Linked DNA regions of Mus musculus: regions 2, 3 and 4 are each linked to region 1. The links are chromatin contacts, called in public Hi-C and Micro-C maps. All regions are on one chromosome and are shown on one strand. Each heading gives the region's core, a stretch centred on a gene start, on an enhancer-like site or on the middle of the called end of the contact. The rest is flanking DNA. Distances are from core to core; before and after follow the strand shown. Region 1 holds the start of Wdr1 (WD repeat domain 1). Region 2 holds the start of Cpeb2 (cytoplasmic polyadenylation element binding protein 2). Region 3 holds the start of Bod1l (biorientation of chromosomes in cell division 1-like). Region 4 holds the start of Nkx3-2 (NK3 homeobox 2).

Evidence for each region. A called contact is a pair of places that touch in the nucleus more often than the background predicts.
Region 2: a Hi-C map of CD8 T cells shows a contact between it and region 1, with 6 times the contacts expected there. The contact joins the promoter of Cpeb2 here to the promoter of Wdr1 in region 1. A contact is called at or near these places in 4 of 484 Hi-C or Micro-C datasets (CD4 T cells, CD8 T cells, embryonic stem cells and 1 more).
Region 3: a Micro-C map of the G1E-ER4 cell line shows a contact between it and region 1, with 11 times the contacts expected there. The contact joins the promoter of Bod1l here to the promoter of Wdr1 in region 1. A contact is called at or near these places in 1 of 39 promoter capture datasets (liver) and 5 of 484 Hi-C or Micro-C datasets (CD4 T cells, CD8 T cells, the G1E-ER4 cell line and 2 more).
Region 4: a Micro-C map of embryonic stem cells shows a contact between it and region 1, with 3 times the contacts expected there. The contact joins the promoter of Nkx3-2 here to the promoter of Wdr1 in region 1. A contact is called at or near these places in 2 of 39 promoter capture datasets (cranial neural crest and second pharyngeal arch cranial neural crest) and 1 of 484 Hi-C or Micro-C datasets (embryonic stem cells).

Annotation. Positions count from the first base shown.
Region 1 is chr5:38,560,284-38,563,004 of GRCm38.p6, reverse strand. Wdr1 (WD repeat domain 1) reads left to right here and starts at 1,306. Exons shown (of 15, transcript NM_011715.3): 1 at 1,306-1,489; 2 at 1,804-1,925. The coding sequence starts at 1,474.
Region 2 is chr5:43,231,900-43,234,620 of GRCm38.p6, reverse strand. Cpeb2 (cytoplasmic polyadenylation element binding protein 2) reads right to left here and starts at 1,368. Exons shown (of 12, transcript NM_001368806.1): 1 at 1-1,368. The coding sequence starts at 1,158. All of the region lies in intron 1 of Gm7854 (predicted gene 7854), which reads left to right.
Region 3 is chr5:41,842,970-41,845,690 of GRCm38.p6, reverse strand. It overlaps Bod1l (biorientation of chromosomes in cell division 1-like), which reads left to right and starts at 1,376. Exons shown (of 26, transcript NM_001310601.1): 1 at 1,376-1,759. The coding sequence starts at 1,523.
Region 4 is chr5:41,762,825-41,765,545 of GRCm38.p6, reverse strand. Nkx3-2 (NK3 homeobox 2) reads left to right here and starts at 1,326. Exons shown (of 2, transcript NM_007524.3): 1 at 1,326-2,067. The coding sequence starts at 1,602. It overlaps Gm46910 (a long non-coding RNA gene), which reads right to left. Exons shown (of 2, transcript XR_001784850.2): 1 at 2,543-2,721; 2 at 461-722.

The sequences.
Region 1 (2,721 bases), core at 57-2,556:
CGGATCCCCGCCCCCCCCCCCCAAACCAACTCCAAATGTTCATGGCTGGCCTCTACTCTGTCTTTCTGTCTCTACTATCCCCTCAACTCTCCTCCCCATGTCCTAAATAAGCTATTTCCATATTATACTGTTCTGTGGCTGGTACCTCAGGGGGAGGGGATGCCTCAGTTCAGGATGGGCCCTCAGAGGCACCCCTTTCCCCCACAACATACTGCACCTCCACCAAACATATCCCTGGCTTCTTTTTCTTTTCTTTTCTTTTTTTATATAAAACATAACAGGTGGGATCCCTAGACAAGCAATCCTGGCAAACAAAAGGTCACAGAGGGCAGGGGGTAACATTCATAGAACCTTAAAAATACTAGTCTATCAGCACAAGAGACTAGGTACTAAGGAAAACAGACTTTTCAAAAAATACTGAGGTTCCCACACAGGACCTACCGAGTACACTTAAACTCTTCTCTACGAAACCTGGGCACTCCTATAGGCTATAAATTCATTTAACTGCTAACTAGATGGCAGTTAAGATTAAGATAAGCTAGAGGAGAATCAGGTGGGTGTCCAGGTGAACCAGGAGAGTGGGGTGGGACTGGTCCGCAGGGTAATTAACAAACCTGGCTCCAAAGCAGAAATGGACTTTTTCATTTGCTGCAAATTCCTAAGAGCTCTCCTTTGAAAGCCCACTTTCCGGGTTTCCAACTAGGGCTTCAGAACTTTTCAATCAAGTAACCAGAGGACTTCATCTTGCCCTAATCAAAACCTGCGAGACTCAGAAAATTCCAGGTTTTGCTTTCTTTCCCTCTCCATGAAAAGAATTCCACCCTCACGCCCTCCCCAGAGCGTGTTAGGAAACAACCCCTGCCATCCTTAAGAATTACAGTTCTTTATTCTTGGCTTCTTTGCTACTAGGAAGTTTCATGCAGGAGGGAGAGGGAGTGAGACGGGGAAGTTCCTAAACATACCCAGTGAAAGGCAAACAAACAAAACCCCATACGCCCAGTGGCTTCAAGTCTTTTGCAAGCCGGGGCGCCAAGCTGGCGTTGGAAAGCTCGAGAAAGATCTGCTCCACAAGAAGGCTCCCGGTGCAAAGGCAGACAGCCCAAGAAAAAAAACCCTCCCGCCCCGCACCTACAACCCTCCGCGCCGCCTTTTCACGGGTCGCGTCACGTCACTTCCGGGGCGGGCCCGCAAGCGGGGCGGGGCGGTGTCCGCGCAGGCTCGTGGGGCTGCAGCCTCCGAGCCGAGCGCTTGACTATATATGGTCAAAGCTGGGGGCGAGCCGCGCCGGGGCCGCGCTTCCGGGTTGGGTTGTCCGCAGCGGTAGCGCGCGGGGCAGGCGCGTACGGGTCTCGGAGCCGGGTCTCGGACCGCCCCCTCCGCGCCCGGCACGCCCGGCGCCGCCTTCCGCGCTGTCCCTGGGCTCGGCCACTGCGAGGTTCCACTCGAGCGCAGCGCCGTAACAAGTGGGCGAGGATGCCGTACGAGATCAGTGAGTGCGTGGGCCTCCGCGCGCGGCCGCCGGCTTCTGGGGTCGGGTGCAGGCGGGAGGGCGCGGCCGGGGTCTTGCACGGCCGCGGGGGTGCGGGCCGGGGACCCCGGAGTGGGCGTTGTGGACTGGGCCGGCCGAGCTGCGGGAGGGACCCCGGGGCCTGACCGCCGCCGCCCGGGAAGTCCGCCGGTCGTGCCCGCAGGCGGCAACAGGTGACCGGCTCGGGACCCCCAGCGCTGACTGACTGCAACTCCCTGGGTCCCGCGAGGCCGGGATTGCCCCTCATGCACCGTGCCGGGTTTGTATCTCCCCAGAGAAGGTGTTCGCCAGCCTCCCCCAGGTGGAGCGGGGCGTCTCTAAGATCCTCGGTGGAGACCCCAAGGGCGATCATTTCCTCTACACCAATGGCAAGTGCGTCATCCTAAGAAACATCGATGTGAGTACTCTTGTGCCCGGCGGGGCCTGCTTCCGTCCCTACCCTGCGAGCTACCTTCAGAGTCGGGAAATTCTTGCCCTTCCGCCCCCTCACCTCCCAGTCAGTTGGCCTGGGGAGAGGGGAGCCACGCCCCTTCTGCCCAGGAGCCACACCTTGGAGGCTCAGTGGACTGGACTGGACTGGTGGTGGTGTCATCCACCTCTACCCCCACAGCCCCGTAGACTGGCAAACTAAGACTTGGGTCTCTTCAGTCCTTAGAGCCAAGGGCTTTGAGTCTGCTGCTGCTTGATCATGGGGTGGCTGTTGATTGGCCCTTCCTGAGCCCAGTTTCCGCATTGGGGAAATGGAGATAGGGAAATGATCCTCCACTTCCCCTGGCTGCCTTGGCTGGCTGAATGAGCTGGTCAGCTGTCCTAATGCTGTCTGTACCTGGCATAAATGGAGCACTTGGTAAATGGCCCTTGTGCTTAATCATCCTAATACCCTGGGCTTCCTGGTATGCTAGAGCCCAGGCCTACACACCCTGTCCTCTGAATGCCAACTGTTACAGACTTGAGTCTCTGAGAGGAAACAGGAACTAGTGAATTCCTCTGGATGGTTCTCTGAAAATGACCTGCTGTCCCCAGAGCAGCAGCTTTTTGGGAGGCCCTTGCAAATTCATGTTTTTTTCCTCTGGTTGTTGAAATGAGTCAGTCTGCTGGGCCTCCTCTCCATTTCCAGGATGTGGCTCAAATCTTGTCTCTCCCGTGCTCAGGCCTGAGGAATGGTGTAGGGTAGAAGCTGAAGGCTGGACTTA
Region 2 (2,721 bases), core at 119-2,618, 4.7 Mb before region 1:
CGGCGGAGGCTGGGGCGGCGGCGGCGACGCGGTCTGCACCGACCAGGGGGTGCCGAAGCCGGGCAGCGGTGGGGGAGACGCGGAGCCGCCTCCCCCTCCGGGGGGTCCCCCGCCCCCGCCGCCGCCGGGGTGCGGCAGGTCCGGGCTCTGCAGGCTGCTGAAGGCGCTGGTGCCGAGCGCCGCGCCGGGCAGGAGGGTGCTGGGGCTGTTGAGCAGAGGGTGGTTGGGCGACTCCATGGAGCCCGGCGCGGGGTTCACCGGCGGCGTCGAGGGGGGCAAGCCCGCATTGGGGGGCTCGGCGGCGCTGCCCTCGCCCGCGGCCGGGGTCTGGCGAGGGCTTCCCGCGCCTCCGTGGCGGCGCCGCGGAGCTGCGGGCGGCGAGGGCGGGAGCTGCGGGAGCTGGGGCAGGTCGACCGGGCGCTGCCGCTGGGCGAAGTCCTGCGGCGGGAGGTGCTGCGTGTGCGGGAGGCTGAACGGCTGAGAGCGCTGGGCGAGCGGCGCCGACTGCAGGAGCGGCCCGGGCGGTGGTGGCGGCGTTGGCGGTGTTGGGCTGAAGCGGCCGGGGCAGTGGAGCGGCGGCGGCGGCGGCGGCGGCTTCGCGTCCGGAGGGTGGGGACGGTGTGGCGGGCTCAACTCTTTCCTCTTCTGGCTGCTCAGCTGCTGCTGCTGCCGCTTACTGAAGTCCTGCGGGGAGGAGGTGCGGCAGCAGCAGCAGGAGGAGGCGGAGGAGGAGGAGGGGTGGTGCAGACTCGGTTTGAAGTCCTGGGAGGGGAGGAGGTGGGTCACACCCGCGTTCGTGCCGCCGCCGGGGTGGTGGCTGGGGAGCTGCTCTGCGGCCGCCGCCCCCGAGAGCGGCCTCGTCGGCTGCTGTGTCAGCCCGAGCAGTAGCTCATCCTGCACGGCCTGGGGATGCGCCACGAGCGGGGAGGAAGAGGAAGCTGCGGCTGAGCTGGCCGCGCCGCCGCCCGAGGGGATGGCGAAGGGGGAGGCGGCCTCGGAGAAGCCGGTGACAGGCAACGGCGGCGGCGACAGCGGGCCGAAGGGCGTGGCGGGCGGCCCGGCGGCGAAGGGCCGGTAGGCGCTGCCGCCGGGCGAGGATCGTGGGCTGCCGCTGCGCAGCAGGGCAGTGTGCAGCACCCCGAACCCGAAGTCCCGCATTTATCAGGCCGGCGGCCGCGGCAGGAGACGCACCCCGTCCCCTGCCCCGCCTAGAAAGCCCCGGGAGCCGTGGCGGCGCGGCCGTGGTGGAAGGATGGGGTCAATGGGAAAGGGACACTGTGACTGAGCCGGGGCACCGACTTGGGGCCCCGCCGCCCCTCACGGAGGCCACCGCCGCCTCCCGGAACCGGCTCCGGCACCACCGCCGCTGCCTCGGCCGCCGCCGCCCTCGCCGCTTAAGAACCCCGGAACGTGCGTCAGCAGCCACCTCACAATCGCGCCGCCCCTTGTCGCGCGCCCTGGCACGCGCGAGCGCGCCGCCGCCGCCGCCGCCGGCCTCGCCCCGCCCCGCCCCTCATTAGCGTGCGTTGTGGACCCTGCGAGGCAGCGGGCGCGCGCGGCGCGTCCCTCAGTCCAGGACCTTGAATGGAGCCCAAGGGGGTGAAAAAAAAGCCGGTGGAAGTTGGGGAGACGGCTAATGGGTCTCGAGCACCGTGCGCGTGCGCACGGAGGCGAGCACGCGCGGGCGTTGCGGACGGTTCCTGGGCAACCGCCCCTCCTGTCCCCTGTCGCACGCGCCCCCTCCTCAGGCCCCGCCCTGTCCCAGCCCCTGGGGTCACGTGAAGTGCCGCTGTCCCAGACCTGCTAGCAGGACTAGGGCGCTAAGCTTGCAGGACTCTAGAAGGTCCCATGCTCTGTGGTCGGGTGCGAGCCGCGCGTGCTGTCACCCACCCTTGCCACCGCTGGAAGGCATTTTTTTTTGTTTGTTTTTTAAGAGTAAAACGCGAAACACCGGCGCCTTTTGCAGCAAACATTTCCACTTCAGCAAGGGGAACAAAGTCTGGGAGCCGACAGGGCTCTGCGTGGTTACTCGCGCAGGAGAGCTCTGAGTAGGTTCTGAGACCAGCTCCTCCTGGCCCCGCTGCTGCAAGCCCTGGGTGCGCTGTCACCACAACCCAGGGGTGCCGGACTCCTCCTCTACAAGTTCTTTCTGGCTTCCTTCCCCCGGGAGACTCTCATCGGAACATTTCCGAAGCTTTATTAATTTTCAAGGGAGAAAGATTTCTCACATCAGGGGGGAAAGGAGATTGTGACTCAGCAGCGGACTTGTTGAGGCTTGTAAAGTGGAAGGGGAAAGGCTTTCCATGTAGACAGAGGAGCGCTGGATGGGGACTTAATCCAGTGTAATTCCTCCCCACAGGAACATTTTACACAGAGAAAACCACACTTGACTGTTTAGTCCAATGATAACTGATCCACACGACATAATAAAGAATTGTATGTTCTTAGTTTTTATTTTTAAGTTTTCCTGGTGCTTAGAAAACTGAAATTACTGAATGGATTCCAGAAATACCTACTGAAATCTCAACAGTTTGCAGAAAGTTGATTCAGACTGGACTAATGATGTTGTAACTTACTAGTCTCTTAAGGAAGTTAGGTAGATGTCTTTCTGAAGCCCCTGTCAGTTGAATTTGGTTCCTCATCTTATTTCAAAAGTATGCAAGTCAAATAATCAGTAAAAAGAGAACAGCACTTCAAAAAGAAAATACTTTATAAGATCTA
Region 3 (2,721 bases), core at 127-2,626, 3.3 Mb before region 1:
TTGTTTGTCTCTTTTTAATTTTTTGTTTTGATTTGTTTTTGAGACAGAATTTCTCTGGCTGTCCTGGAACTCTGTAGACCTGTAGACTGGAGGGGCCTTGAACTCAAGAGATTTGCATGCCTCTGCTTCTGGATTAAAAGCACCACCACTCAGCTTTAAGAACAGATTTTAAAGACAACGCCGTCCCAGGTCAGGCGATTTCCCCCCCGCTGTGCAACTCTGTATGATTTACGTGGTTTCCTGATGTGCAAATTGGAATTAGTAGAATGTCTGAGTGTAACTACTGCTACAATGAAACACCAGGGCCAAAAGCAACTGGGGTGCGGGGTGCGGGCAATTTGGTTTATACTTTCATTATCACTGTTCATTCTCATCAGAGGAAGTCAGGACAGGAACTCAAACAGGGCAGGAACCTGGAGGCAGAAGCCAAGGCAAGGGTCCTGGAGTACTCGAGTAGCTTGCTCCCTCTGGCTTACTCTGCATACTTTCTTACAGAACTCAAGACCACCAGCCTAGGGGTAGCCCCCTCCAATGGACTGGACCCTCCTACATCAATTAATTAGTTAATCCTACATTAATTAAGAAAACATCCCACAGGCTTGCCTAGAGCCAGATCTTAGGGAGGCATTCTTCTTAACTAGGGTGCTCTCCTCATAGATGACTCTAGCTTGTGTCAAGGTGACATAAAACTAGCCCGATCATACAAGGACTCAGTCTTAGGTGTCACCCAAGGACTAAACGCCTTAACGCGTGTACGGGTCATGCCTGAGACACAACTCTATACAGATTTCACTCGCTAGTACCGTCATGTGCAGCAAAACCCTCGTAGCTTACTTAAGAGACAGTAATGGGAGGTTGTAGGTTGGAGCAAGTGAGATAGACACACCAGAAGAATGGGATGGGTGGGTGGAAAAAGAAAGAAAGAAAGAAAGAAAGAAAGAAAGAAAGAAAGAAAGAAAGAAAGAAAGAAAGAAAGAAAGAAAGAAAGAAAGAAAGAAAGAAAGAAAGAAAGAAAGAAAGAAAGAAAGAAAGAAAGAAAGAAAGAAAGAAAGAAAGAAAGAAAGAAAGAAAGAAAGAAAGAAAGTCCACGGCTGCTTCGCACTGCGGCGGGCTTGGGGCAGCCGCAACAGTGAAACTAAACCAACGCTTCACTCCTGCCTCCTCTGAGCTGAAGCTACAGGTGGAGAGCCAGCGGGCGCACGCTCCTACCCGGCTCTCTGTTTCGCTCCCCGGCGGCAGCCGCCACCACAACTTGTTCCCGCCCGTCTCAGCCTCGTGAGGGCGCCCGCGCCTCGAGGCGGCTGGAATTGGCCCGCCGCGGCCCCGGTAGCCAGACTTGAGTTGCTGCTGTCACCGCCTTTTCCTCCTTTCCCTCAGTTCCTTTTCACTTCCGGGGTTGCTCTAGATCCGCTGGTTCCGTAACAACATCCCGTTGGCTTCCCTCAGGCGGCGGGACCTGTGTAGCCGCCTTCCTCGGAGCGCCTGCCCGCCTGGGCTCGCGGGCTCCCCGGTCCGGGACGCCATGGCCACCAACCCGCAGCCGCAGCCACCGCCGCCCGCGCCTCCGCCGCCGCCACCGCAACCACAGCCGCCGCCTCCGCCGCCTGGCCCTGGGGCTGGCCCGGGAGCGAGCGGGCCGGGAAGCGCGGGGGCTGGTGCTGGGGACCCGCAGCTCGTTGCCATGATCGTAAACCACCTCAAGAGCCAGGGGCTCTTCGACCAGTTCCGCAGGGACTGCCTGGCCGATGTGGACACCAAGGTGCGGGGCTAGAGCGGCGGGCGGCGCGGGGAGTGGGGTCCCGTGTGCTCCGAGGGGCGACTTCCCCGAGCCGGACCCTCGGGACTGTCTTGCATACAGGGCTCCTTTTGCAGCTGCTTCGTTTGTTGATTTGTTTGTTTGCTTGTTTGTTTGTTTGTTAGACTTGCGGCGGTGTGCCATGCACTCTGCAAGTCTTGGAATGTTCATTCATTCCCCTGCCCTTGTGTTCCTTTCTCCGGCTAGAAACACTAGCCTGGAATGCCTATTATGTGCCAGGCAATGCTTGGCCTTAGCTAGTATACCACTGTGGTAAGCAAGACCCAAGTCGTTCCTAGGGAGACTGGTTTAGAAGCACTAAGGCAAACGGGACTCGGTTTAGAGTTCATTCTTTTGTTTTTCGAGACAAGGTTTCTCTGTGTAGCCCTGGCTGTCCTGGAACTCTGTAGACCAGGCTGGCCTTGAATTCAAATCCGCCTGCCTCTGCCTCCCAAGTGCTGGGATTAAAGGCGTGTGCCACCACTACCTACTTACTTTTTTCACCTAAATTGGTTTTTTTTTTCTACCAAAAGTTTCTTCGGCTTGTAAATGCAACAAATGTAGCGTTTGCAGATATCGTAAAACGGTAAGGCAACGATTTACAATGTATTTTGCTGGATGTTGAGGGGCGGGTGAACTTGCAAAGGTAGAGAGGCAAAGTTGGGCAGAGAAAAAAAGTGGGTTGGGAGATGGGACTGTCGTTTGATCTTTTGCAATGGCTGCCTGGCTTAGTAGTTTACTAAGATGAGAAGAGGCAGACAGACAGACAGACAGACAGAGAGAAAGAGAGGTATAGCGCATGGAGCCAGCCATTCCGTTGGAAATCTGTGGAGAGGAAATGACAGCAACTTGAAGTGAAAGAAGGAAAGGGGAGGGGGTGTGTGTTAGGTTATATGTTAGGAGACAGAGGACAGAGAGGCAAGGGT
Region 4 (2,721 bases), core at 77-2,576, 3.2 Mb before region 1:
AGTAAGATTTGTCACTTGAACAAACTTGTCATTAAAAAGATGTTTAGTAAATAGGCAACATATGTTTTGACATAACCACAATGTTTATATTTTGTATTTACTTCCTTCTAGTGAGTAAAATAACTTGGTTCTTATTTTTAAGGGCATTAAATCTCAGTTCTGGATCTCACTATTGTGTAACTCCCAGCTAGTCTCTTTCAAACTTATCTACTCCTTCTCAACTCACAAGAAACAGAATATTTAAAGAACAAATTAAAAGCATTTTTATGTTTTCTTCTTGATGTAAAACAAATTGAACAAATCCAATTAAATTCAGAGTTGATTGCCCAAGGAGACGAATACCCAGCTCCAAAAATTCTCTACCCAAATGCTTTCCAATTCCTCGCCCCACTTGGTGCTTAACTAATATTTTTCAACCTAGCTTTTTAAGTCGTCTACAGAAATCCAATCCAATCAAACGTAAAATGATAGGAGTACTTAGTAGAGTGATTTTAATTATCAGATTACTTCAGTAAAGAGCATTAGCAGAGAAACAGCTGAGAAACTTTAAGAGTGGAAGGAAAAAAAAAGATGAATTTTGTTCTTCGACTCTGGGCTCCTTCCTAGAGAACAGAAACTATACGTCACATCTGGAGATGCTTTCTGTTGAGTTTTCGCCGAAATTTTGAGCTGGGGTTCATACTGGTGTTCCAGAAAAGCGCTAGAGTCGATGGTTATCGGAACTGAAATCAGAAACAAAGTTTCGGGATGATGGTTCTCCTCGATGCTGAAGGATGCTACTGAGAACCAGGTTTAGGAGGGAAGGGGTTAAATCAGACCCTGTCTTTTGCTACTCAACTGGTGGACTAGAGTCTCTTAAAGTCAACGGCCTCCAGTTGGAACCAGCCAATCCACTGCCGGGAGAGCCCAGGACAGCTAGTGAAGGGGCGTGGCCCGATGCTGTCACTCAGCGGTGAGGAATGACACTCTGATGGGAGGGGGGGGGGGGTACAGTGGAACGCAGAAGCAAAGAGAAGAAACAGATAAAACCCCGGCAGAGGGTAAAAGGTGTCCCCGCTCTTCTCCGATTTTAGGGGCCTCAGCTGTCACTGCGGGCGCCAGAGGAGTAGGCTCCGGAAAAGCCAGCCCAGAGGGGAAGAGGGAGGACCCGCCAGGAGCGAAGCCCTACAGGCCGGGAAGACAGAGGCGCACAGAAAAAGTGACTTTGGGCGGTGCGCCTCGGCGGCGCTCCGGAGGCGACTGCAGACGCGGAGAGGACCCTTGACAATTCTCGCCGGCCTCTCCCCAGAGGACAGACCCGGGCCGGTCCCCAGAGGGCCACGGGCGAAGAGATAATCGGCCGGGCTGTAGGAGAAGAGCATCTGGCGCTGGATTCCAGGGGAGGGGGTCCTGGCGAGGTGGGCCTGTGAGGTGGGGTGAGGGTCGGCGCGGATCCTGGAACTGAGGGGGGCGGGGGCTGCTGTGCTGCGCAGGAGTGGGTTGCGGGGGCCTGGCGCGCCCCTCTCACTCGCGCTGAGGTCGCCCAGAGCTCCGTGTCAGGCTCGAAGCTGTCCCCGCGCCCCAGTTGCCCTCCTGGCTGCCGGCTCCGATCTGCGGCGCAGATGGCTGTGCGCGGCAGCGGCACCTTGACGCCCTTCTCCATCCAGGCGATCCTCAACAAGAAAGAGGAGCGCGGCGGGTTGGCTACGCCGGAGGGGCGCCCGGCACCAGGGGGCACAGAGGTGGCGGTGACCGCGGCGCCCGCCGTCTGCTGCTGGCGGATCTTCGGGGAGACCGAGGCCGGTGCGCTGGGGGGCGCCGAGGACTCTCTTCTGGCATCTCCCGCCCGAACCAGAACAGCCGTGGGGCAGAGCGCAGAGAGTCCGGGAGGTTGGGACTCAGACTCAGCCCTGAGCGAAGAGAACGAGGGCAGGAGGCGCTGCGCCGATGTCCCGGGAGCCAGTGGAACCGGCCGCGCCAGGGTGACCCTGGGCCTGGACCAGCCAGGCTGCGAGCTGCACGCCGCCAAGGACCTGGAGGAGGAAGCCCCGGTCCGCAGCGACAGCGAGATGTCAGCCAGCGTTTCAGGTCTGCTGCTGCGGGGGGTTCTCCAGGAAGGGGGCTGGGCTGAAGGGGGTGGGTTAAGAGGTCAAGCACTCTGAGGCGGGGTGGGCCTACTGTGGGAACACGACGCCCTGCCGGGCTTAGTGCTAGCGAAGTCTCCAAGTTCTTCGCGTTGGCGCGCGCTGCCCCAAACCTGAAGCAAGTGAGCTTCTTAGAGCCGGGTGTCCTGGTACTATGTGGCCTGCGCTCTGCACCAAGAACTTTGAGTTCATCTGCAGTGCCTCAGCTGTGCCCATTTAAAATCTCTAGATTTAGGAAAGGGGGACCAAAAATCTATGAGGTAGATCCCTGACACAGCCATGCCAACGACTGCAGATCCTGTCACAGCGTAGGAGTGGGGAGCCTTGGGAAAGGGCGCGTTTAACTTCCCTTACCCCAGGACTGGCAAAACAGCCTTTGGCTGAGTACCTAGGGAGCTAGAAACAAAAGTAGCAGTTACCTGAAGGCGGGAGATGGTGGGGAAGTGTGGTTGAGGTGGTCTGGGAGGCGCTGGATCGTCAAGACTCTGTATCCACTCACGGGTATATTTCTTAGTCTGAAAGGCCGGCTGCTGGCTTCTATTGGGTACAGTCTGCTGTAGGCCTCGCATAGGCTTCGAGCCGGCCAGAGCGCTGACTT